Linked DNA regions of Gossypium hirsutum: region 2 is linked to region 1. A link is a contact called in public Hi-C data. All regions are on one chromosome and are shown on one strand. The core of a region is the stretch at or near the end of the contact, and the rest is flanking DNA. Distances in the headings are between cores, read along the strand shown. Region 1 has its middle 3.6 kb from the start of LOC121205279. Region 2 holds the start of LOC107952252 (protein TRANSPORT INHIBITOR RESPONSE 1-like).

Region 1 (3,544 bases), core at 607-3,106:
CTCCCTCTTCTATGTGTCCCCTTTTCTCCTCTTCTAGGGTGTATTTATAGGCTTTGGAGTGCCTTTTAGCTCTCAAAATTAGCCTTTTCTGAATTGGACTCAACTTGGGCTCGGCAGGGACACGCCCGTGTGAGATTACTTCAGGTCGTGTTCGAGCCTGTTAGAATGGCACGGGTGTGTGCTATACCCGTGTGAGTCGTGCTTCGATTCTTCCAGATTGACACGACCGTGTGGTCTGCCCGTGTGAGGAAGTCCAGGCCGTGTTAAGTTCGTACTTTGGCCCATTTTCTCTTTTTTTGGCCCGTTTCTCGCTCCTTTCGCTCTCCTATGCTCTTCTAAGTATAAAACATGAAATTAAAGCATTAAGAGCATCGAATTCACCAATTCTAATGGAAAATCATCCATAAAATGCGTTAAACAAGGGGTAAAAATATGTATAAATTATGGTTTATCAACCCTCAAGGGAACCACAAAGGAGATTGAATCCAGCTATGAAAGAAATGGTAATGAAAAAGTTTCTCAAGTTGTTGGATGTATGTATAATCTATTCAATCTCAGATAGTGAATAGGTAAGCCCCATTCATGTTGTCCCAAAGAAAACCAGGACTATAGTGGTAAGAAATTTAAATAATGAGCTTGTACCAATGCGAGTGAAAAATGGTTGGAGAATTTGCATAGATTTAAGGAAGCTTAATCAAGTGACTAGGAAAGACTCGTTTTCCCCAACCTTTCATAGACCAAATGCTAGAAAGGCTAGCTATAAAATCTTTCTTTTGTTTCGTTGATAGTTTTTTTTAGGTTTGTATCAAATCCCTATTGCACAAGAAGATCTAGAAAATACGACATTCATTTGTCCATTCGGAACTTATGCCTATAAGTGGATGCCTTTTGGTCTTTGTAATGCTTCAGGTATGTTTCAAAAATGCATGATGAGTATTTTTTTTGAATATATTGAGAAATGCATAGAAGTGTTCATGGATAATTTTACGGTATATGGGGATTCATTTGATGAGTTCTTAGATAATTTAACCAAAGTTTTGAAAAGATGCATTGAGACTAACTTAGTTTTAAATTATGAAAAGTGTCATTTTATGGTTACTCAAGGCATTGTATTGGGACAAGTGATTTCTTCCAAGGGTAAAGAGGTCGCTAAAGTAATTGTGGACATAATTGTAAACTTACCTCACCCTACAAATGTTAGGGAAATGTGATCTTTTCTTAGACATGTAGAGCTTTTATCGTAGATTTATCAAGGAATTTTCCAAAATTACTTTGCTATTAACATTACAAAGGGAAGTTCAATTTGAGTTTGGGAAAGAATGTAAGGAGGCGTTTAATTGAAAATAATCATAACAAAATAATATAGTTACGGGCTGATTTTATCTTAGGCTCTTTTTCTAAAAAAAAAAAAGAAAAACCTTTAAAATTTTCAGACTAAAATATCTATATACATACCGACAATTGAATTTTATGATTTCCACTTCTCGTTATTAAAATTTTATCCCTGTTTTCCATTGATGCTAAACTTGAATATAAAAAATTTGTCCTCCATTAATTCAACTCAGCATCCAATTCTTTATAAACTGATATAAGAAAAACCCAGTAATGAAAAGTTCGACACATTAAAATGCGAGTCTTCTTCCATTTCTGGAAATTACTTACTTGACTAAATAATTTCATTTTAATTTTAAATGGGTGGTGGATAATAATATATAAGCTCCAAAAATACTAACTCATAATTTATTTATTAATTAATAGTCAATAAATATATGCTTTCAAAGTCTAATCATATCTCCCTATGCGACAATGGCTATTGAGTGTGGAATAAGACAATACCGCAGAATTTTCCACCAATTTTTGACTGCGTCTCCATTGCCTAAACCTTAAGCATGTTGAAGCTAAATTTGTCATTTAGTACACCATGCTCTTTACAAAGAACTTTCCTAAAGTTTGTCACCATAACACAACATCATGTGCTCTACTCTCTTTTCTCTTTCTTTCTTATATATTTTTGGCTAAATCCAAGACTAAAAAAACAAAAATTAAGATAAAATGTTTTTGATTTTCGAATGGAATAATTATTTATTTGGAACCAATATTATTCAGTCATTTTGATTTCTACATTTTTACAATGGTTCAATGGATTGAATATTGTTTCTAAAATAATCAAACAAAATGAAAATCACATCAATGTTTGAAATATAGAAATATAGAATCAGCTTATCCTTAGGCATTACCATGTGAGTGAATAATCCAAACCTAACTCAGTCTTATCACAAGCCTAACCTATGATCATAAATTAATAAAAAAATATTATTCGTATTTATCGAAAGTTATCAAAAAAAATTTATCACGTTTTGTCAAAATTGTATAATATTGTAAGCTTTCTTCTTATGAAAGTTTTAATTAAAATAAGAAAATAGAAAACTGAAAATTGGCTATGCCAACCAATTATAATATTCTAAGTTTTCTTCTTGATAATAATGTTAACGTTCCTTAAAAAAAACACTGCTAACTTATAAAAAATTTATATTTATTAATGTAATAAATAAAAATAAATCAACGCTTGTGTATAATATCATTTACATAAATTCCCTACTTTGTACAAAGGGTAAATTATTAATAATTTAACTATAAAAAAATATAAAATGACATCATCTTAAATTTTTTAGTATTTTTATTTTTACATTAAAAAGTTAGTGATAAATAATTGGATGACTATTTTATAATTTTTTATAGTTAAATAATAATAAAAGAAATTTACTAATAATTAAGTATTTATTTTATAATTTTTTATAGTTAAATGATTAGAGAATAAATTTACTAGTAATTGATTAACTAGTAGTATAATTTAATCTTTATAAAAATATTATATTTTAAATAAATTGTATATATTGAGGTTGATAAAATATATTGGGAAAATATTAAAAAGAAAAAAAAGGGAAAGGGGGGTACTATACACAGTTGACACAAGTGGAATTGATAGGACAGTGCAGGGGCGGCATGCTTTGGCAGTTTATAAGTTTTGTAGGGGACGGGGACGGGGACGAGGGGGGCCCCCTACTCTTTTTGGCCTCCTATTTCTAACCTCTCGTCTCTTATCTCACCACTGACCAGTCACCACCCTTTTGCCCCCGTCTTTGCTGTAACTTTTTTTTTTCCCTTTTTGAATATCTTGTTCCTACTCAACTTTTCATTTTTCATTTTAAATTATCATAATTATATTTATAATTATAACCGCAATCATATTAACTAACAAATCTCATAATAATTAGACAACTTTTATATTTAATTCGAGAAATGCATGTCTCTATTATGTTACCAATTTATAATCTAAATGAGATAGTTTTGAATATAAAAGAAAAAAGAAATTACAATGTGAACAGAATATATTTAATATATACCAAAATATTGTAATAATTAATAAGTATGGGATAATATATTAACAAGATGGTATAATATATATTATTGAGGGGATTCACTCTCTGTTGAAATATCATTATTCCCAGGGTTAGAGATCAAACCACAACTCGATTTCTAAACT
Region 2 (3,544 bases), core at 300-2,799, 190 kb before region 1:
ATTCCTACATCAGCAAGCAGATTGATTTAGAGAAAATAAAAATGAAAGCTCAAATCAATTCTACCTGAGTTGAATCCAAGAACACCAATGTTGAACAAAATTAAAAGTTCATCACTGTCATTATCATTGAAAACGACTTGATTACAAGGCTAAAGTTACCTTTTTTATATACAATTGAACTTGCATCAAAAGAAAATTGAAGTAACATAAATCTTCACAGCTCTCTAATAAACCAAAAACAACCAAATAATTGTAGGATGATAAGAAAAAAAATAAACCATCAGAATCTTCAGTAATAGCTATGGAAAAATTATTCCCTCAATCCCCAACTCAGCAAAAAGTTTACCCAAAGACAAATATTATTGGTTTTATATAAACAACAAATCACGAGAAAAGGAATATAATTAAAGAGCATAAACAAGTCCACATTTCACATGAAGAAACCATCCAAAATAATGAAAACAATACTCAAAAACGAATCTGCTGATATCAAACAAAACAAGGTATCGAAGAGGTAAAAAAGAACATGTGATTTTCATTAGATATTCTTAAAAAGAACCCCCACTTGACCTCAGATCTGAGAAAAGCAAAAGCTGAAATAACTAAGACAACTAGAACACGAGACCAAACTCCTAAAAGTTCTTCACATCTTTGTTTTAAAAAAAAATAGTTCATGGGAATGAATAAAAACTAATTCAAGAAAAATGTAGCTAAAACCAAAAACAAATTGGGGAAAAGCTCTACTTTAACTCCCACAAAGATGAAAACTTCAACTCCTTTTCTCAGCTAAAAATGAAAACAAAAAAAAAATCCCGAAAAAGGAGAAAAGAATAAAGTTTCATCAAACTCACTTGCAGCTAGCAGCAATGGCAGCGAGACCATCAGTTGAAAACCCTTCACAAGAAGAAAGCACCAATACTTTGAAGTTCTTAAACGACTTAGCAATAAGCTCCAAGCTTTCGTCGGTAACGACCATCCTTTTAAGTCGAATCTCTTCGAGCCAAGGATAAGCTCCAGCCATCTCCGCGATCCAAGGAAACACGTAACCTCCCCATCCGTCCGGCACCAGATTGAAATCCGCAAAGTGCGGTTTCCCTTTCAACTCAATGGATCTAAACTCGGGGAAACGTCTGATCACCATCCTTGGGCTCACAGCGTAACAGTTCCCCACAAACACTTTCCTCCGACACCAACGCTCGATCTCGTACCACGATTTACACACCATCGACACCGCGTTCCGGTCTTTATCTGATTGTATGAACGAGAACACATGCTCTAGCACCTCGTCTGGGAACGAAAACGCCATTTTCTTATGCATTAATTAAACCTCGAATAAAAGGAAAAAAAAAACCACACACACAAAAAAAAATGAATGAAGGCTTTTGATAGGAAAGGATGAATTTTTTTATCTCGATTTTGGTCTTGGGTTTGGGTAGGATTTGCGTTTACTTAAGGTTTAGAGTTTGTTTTTTGAGATCTGAAACGCCATTAACGAAGCTTATAGGGGGAGCAGAGGCTGGGAGGAAGCTATTGAGAGAGAGAAAGAAAGTGAAGTCAAAGACAGACACAATGGACGAGAGAGGATAAGGATTTTTATTTTTGTGTTCGTAAGAATGGTTAGATTTTAACCATGGTTAAATTAGTCATGGGAAATAAAGGACAAGCGAGAGAATTTCAATTTTTTTTTTGTGGGTCTGCTTAGATACTGATGGGCGATTAGGAAAGTAACACGTAGTGATGGAGAGATGTGGGCCGTAGGATAGACGATGAGAGAGGTTCTTATCCGTCGACGACTAAGGGGAGCCGCATAAAACGGGTATATGGAAGAGATGTGGGGCAGTGGCACAGCAGTAGCAACGAGTTGGATATTTATAACTTTTTTCATATAATTTATAAATTTAATTTCATTTATCATTTGTATTACCTTTTGATTATACCTAAATTTTAAAAGTATATTTTTTTATTAAGTAGATTTACCATTTGTATTACATTTAAGTAGAAAATAAATATGAACAAGAACAATGCGAATTTAAGTAACAAATATACAAGTTCAAATTTGTTATGAATATTAAATTTAATTATTATTATTATCTATATTACCTAAATTCGTATAAAAACAAATAGGATGTCCACGTATAACCATCCTACATCAAGCACATGTTTAGCGAGATTTTGAATAAATATCGGAAGGAAAAAAGGAACGAGATATTGGAGGGGCTGATAAAGTGTGATGATGTGTAGGGAGAGAATGGTGGTGCAAGGAATCTCATGATTCACGTAGCAGGGCTGGATCTGAGGGGTCGGATATTGCGGGGACCGCAAGAAAGGGGTTAAAAATAAATAATGAGGAATGATCTGATGTGAAATCTTGTTGTCATGACATCACGGCAGTCCAATCATATACAATTGTTTGCATTCAAAATCATGCTATCATTGTCCCCGCGTACAACCCGCCCTATTTATTCATCTCCAACGGCCTTGATTCATTTCATCATTATTGATCAAGTATAAATAAAAATTATTTTCTTTTTATAATTTAGATTTCACATGTCTATAAAAGGGATGAGTCATGGAAAAACGAATGGAGTACGAACGGGTGCACCATGCACCTTGATCAAGACCGTCTGATCAGGTTAACCTTTTCACAGTGTACGGTCGAAATACACAGAACCCGGAAAAAAAAAAGCTTTCCAAGTAGTAATTAATAAATATTAATTTTTACTGCAAAGGGTAAAAAATAAAAAGAAAAGGTTAAAGAGTCCCCACAATTACAACCGGCTGCACGTACATGTCTTCAGAGAAAATAATTGACTCTTTAACTGGTTTTGTAAAATAACGAAAATACTCCTCATCTTACCAAACTATTCGCCCTCCCACTTCAATTGAACAAAAGGGTAGTTTTGTCAGTTGGCGAAAAGGACATGGATTTTGGGGTTGCACTGTCTTGGCATGGAGTCCCTTGAGCTGTCCCTTTTATGTAGAAAAAGCTGAGAGGTTAAAACTCAACGGCCCAGATCTAAAGTTGCTAAAAAGAAGAGATTTGAACCGTCGGATGGCTTCTTCAGATAAGCGTCCTTATCGATCGCAACTGTAAAAGCTTGTCTCTACCTAAAGTATATACAGTACATACATTATATACAAAAAATATATTTTTAAATGAAATTCATTTATTTTCTTAAAACTAATTCTTAAATAATTTGCCCTGAAATTTAGATAATAATTTGTTTAATACAAATAGGAAATGCTCGGGACGGTCGCATGCACAGTCCATTTCATCCCTCGTCATTTTACAGAACCACGTCATCTCATTCGTTTTAGAAGTTATCTTTTTTTTTTACTCTCTCAATTAAAGAAGTTGTCTTCACTAAGTTATATAATATTTTTTATATTTACACAAAAAATTATAAATTAATTCGAATTTTCATTTTGCGAAAAAAATTCAACTGAATAATTTTATTTAATAGCTAAATCGAAATCAAATCAAAATTAACGAAATTGAATCACTACCAGCAACTTTTCAGGTAGTATTGTAATTATCATTGGA

The links. Hi-C and Micro-C count contacts between places; a contact is called where the count stands out from the background.
Region 2: a contact with region 1 is called in a Hi-C map of leaf, with 1.8 times the contacts expected there. The contact joins the promoter of LOC107952252 here to the enhancer-like site in region 1. A contact is called at or near these places in 2 of 34 Hi-C or Micro-C datasets (callus and leaf).

What each region holds. Positions count from the first base shown.
Region 1 is chrA08:14,823,308-14,826,851 of Gossypium_hirsutum_v2.1, reverse strand. No RefSeq gene overlaps it. Among protein-coding and RNA genes, the nearest start is that of LOC121205279, 3.6 kb to the right of the region's middle. Within about 2 kb of position 1,856, at least 4 of the 9 cell types and tissues checked have an H3K27ac peak or open chromatin away from gene starts, as enhancers often do. A contact at or near this core is called in leaf, where this site is marked.
Region 2 is chrA08:15,015,014-15,018,557 of Gossypium_hirsutum_v2.1, reverse strand. It overlaps LOC107952252 (protein TRANSPORT INHIBITOR RESPONSE 1-like), which reads right to left and starts at 1,549. Exons shown (of 3, transcript NM_001327598.2): 1 at 852-1,549; 2 at 1-4. The coding sequence starts at 1,318.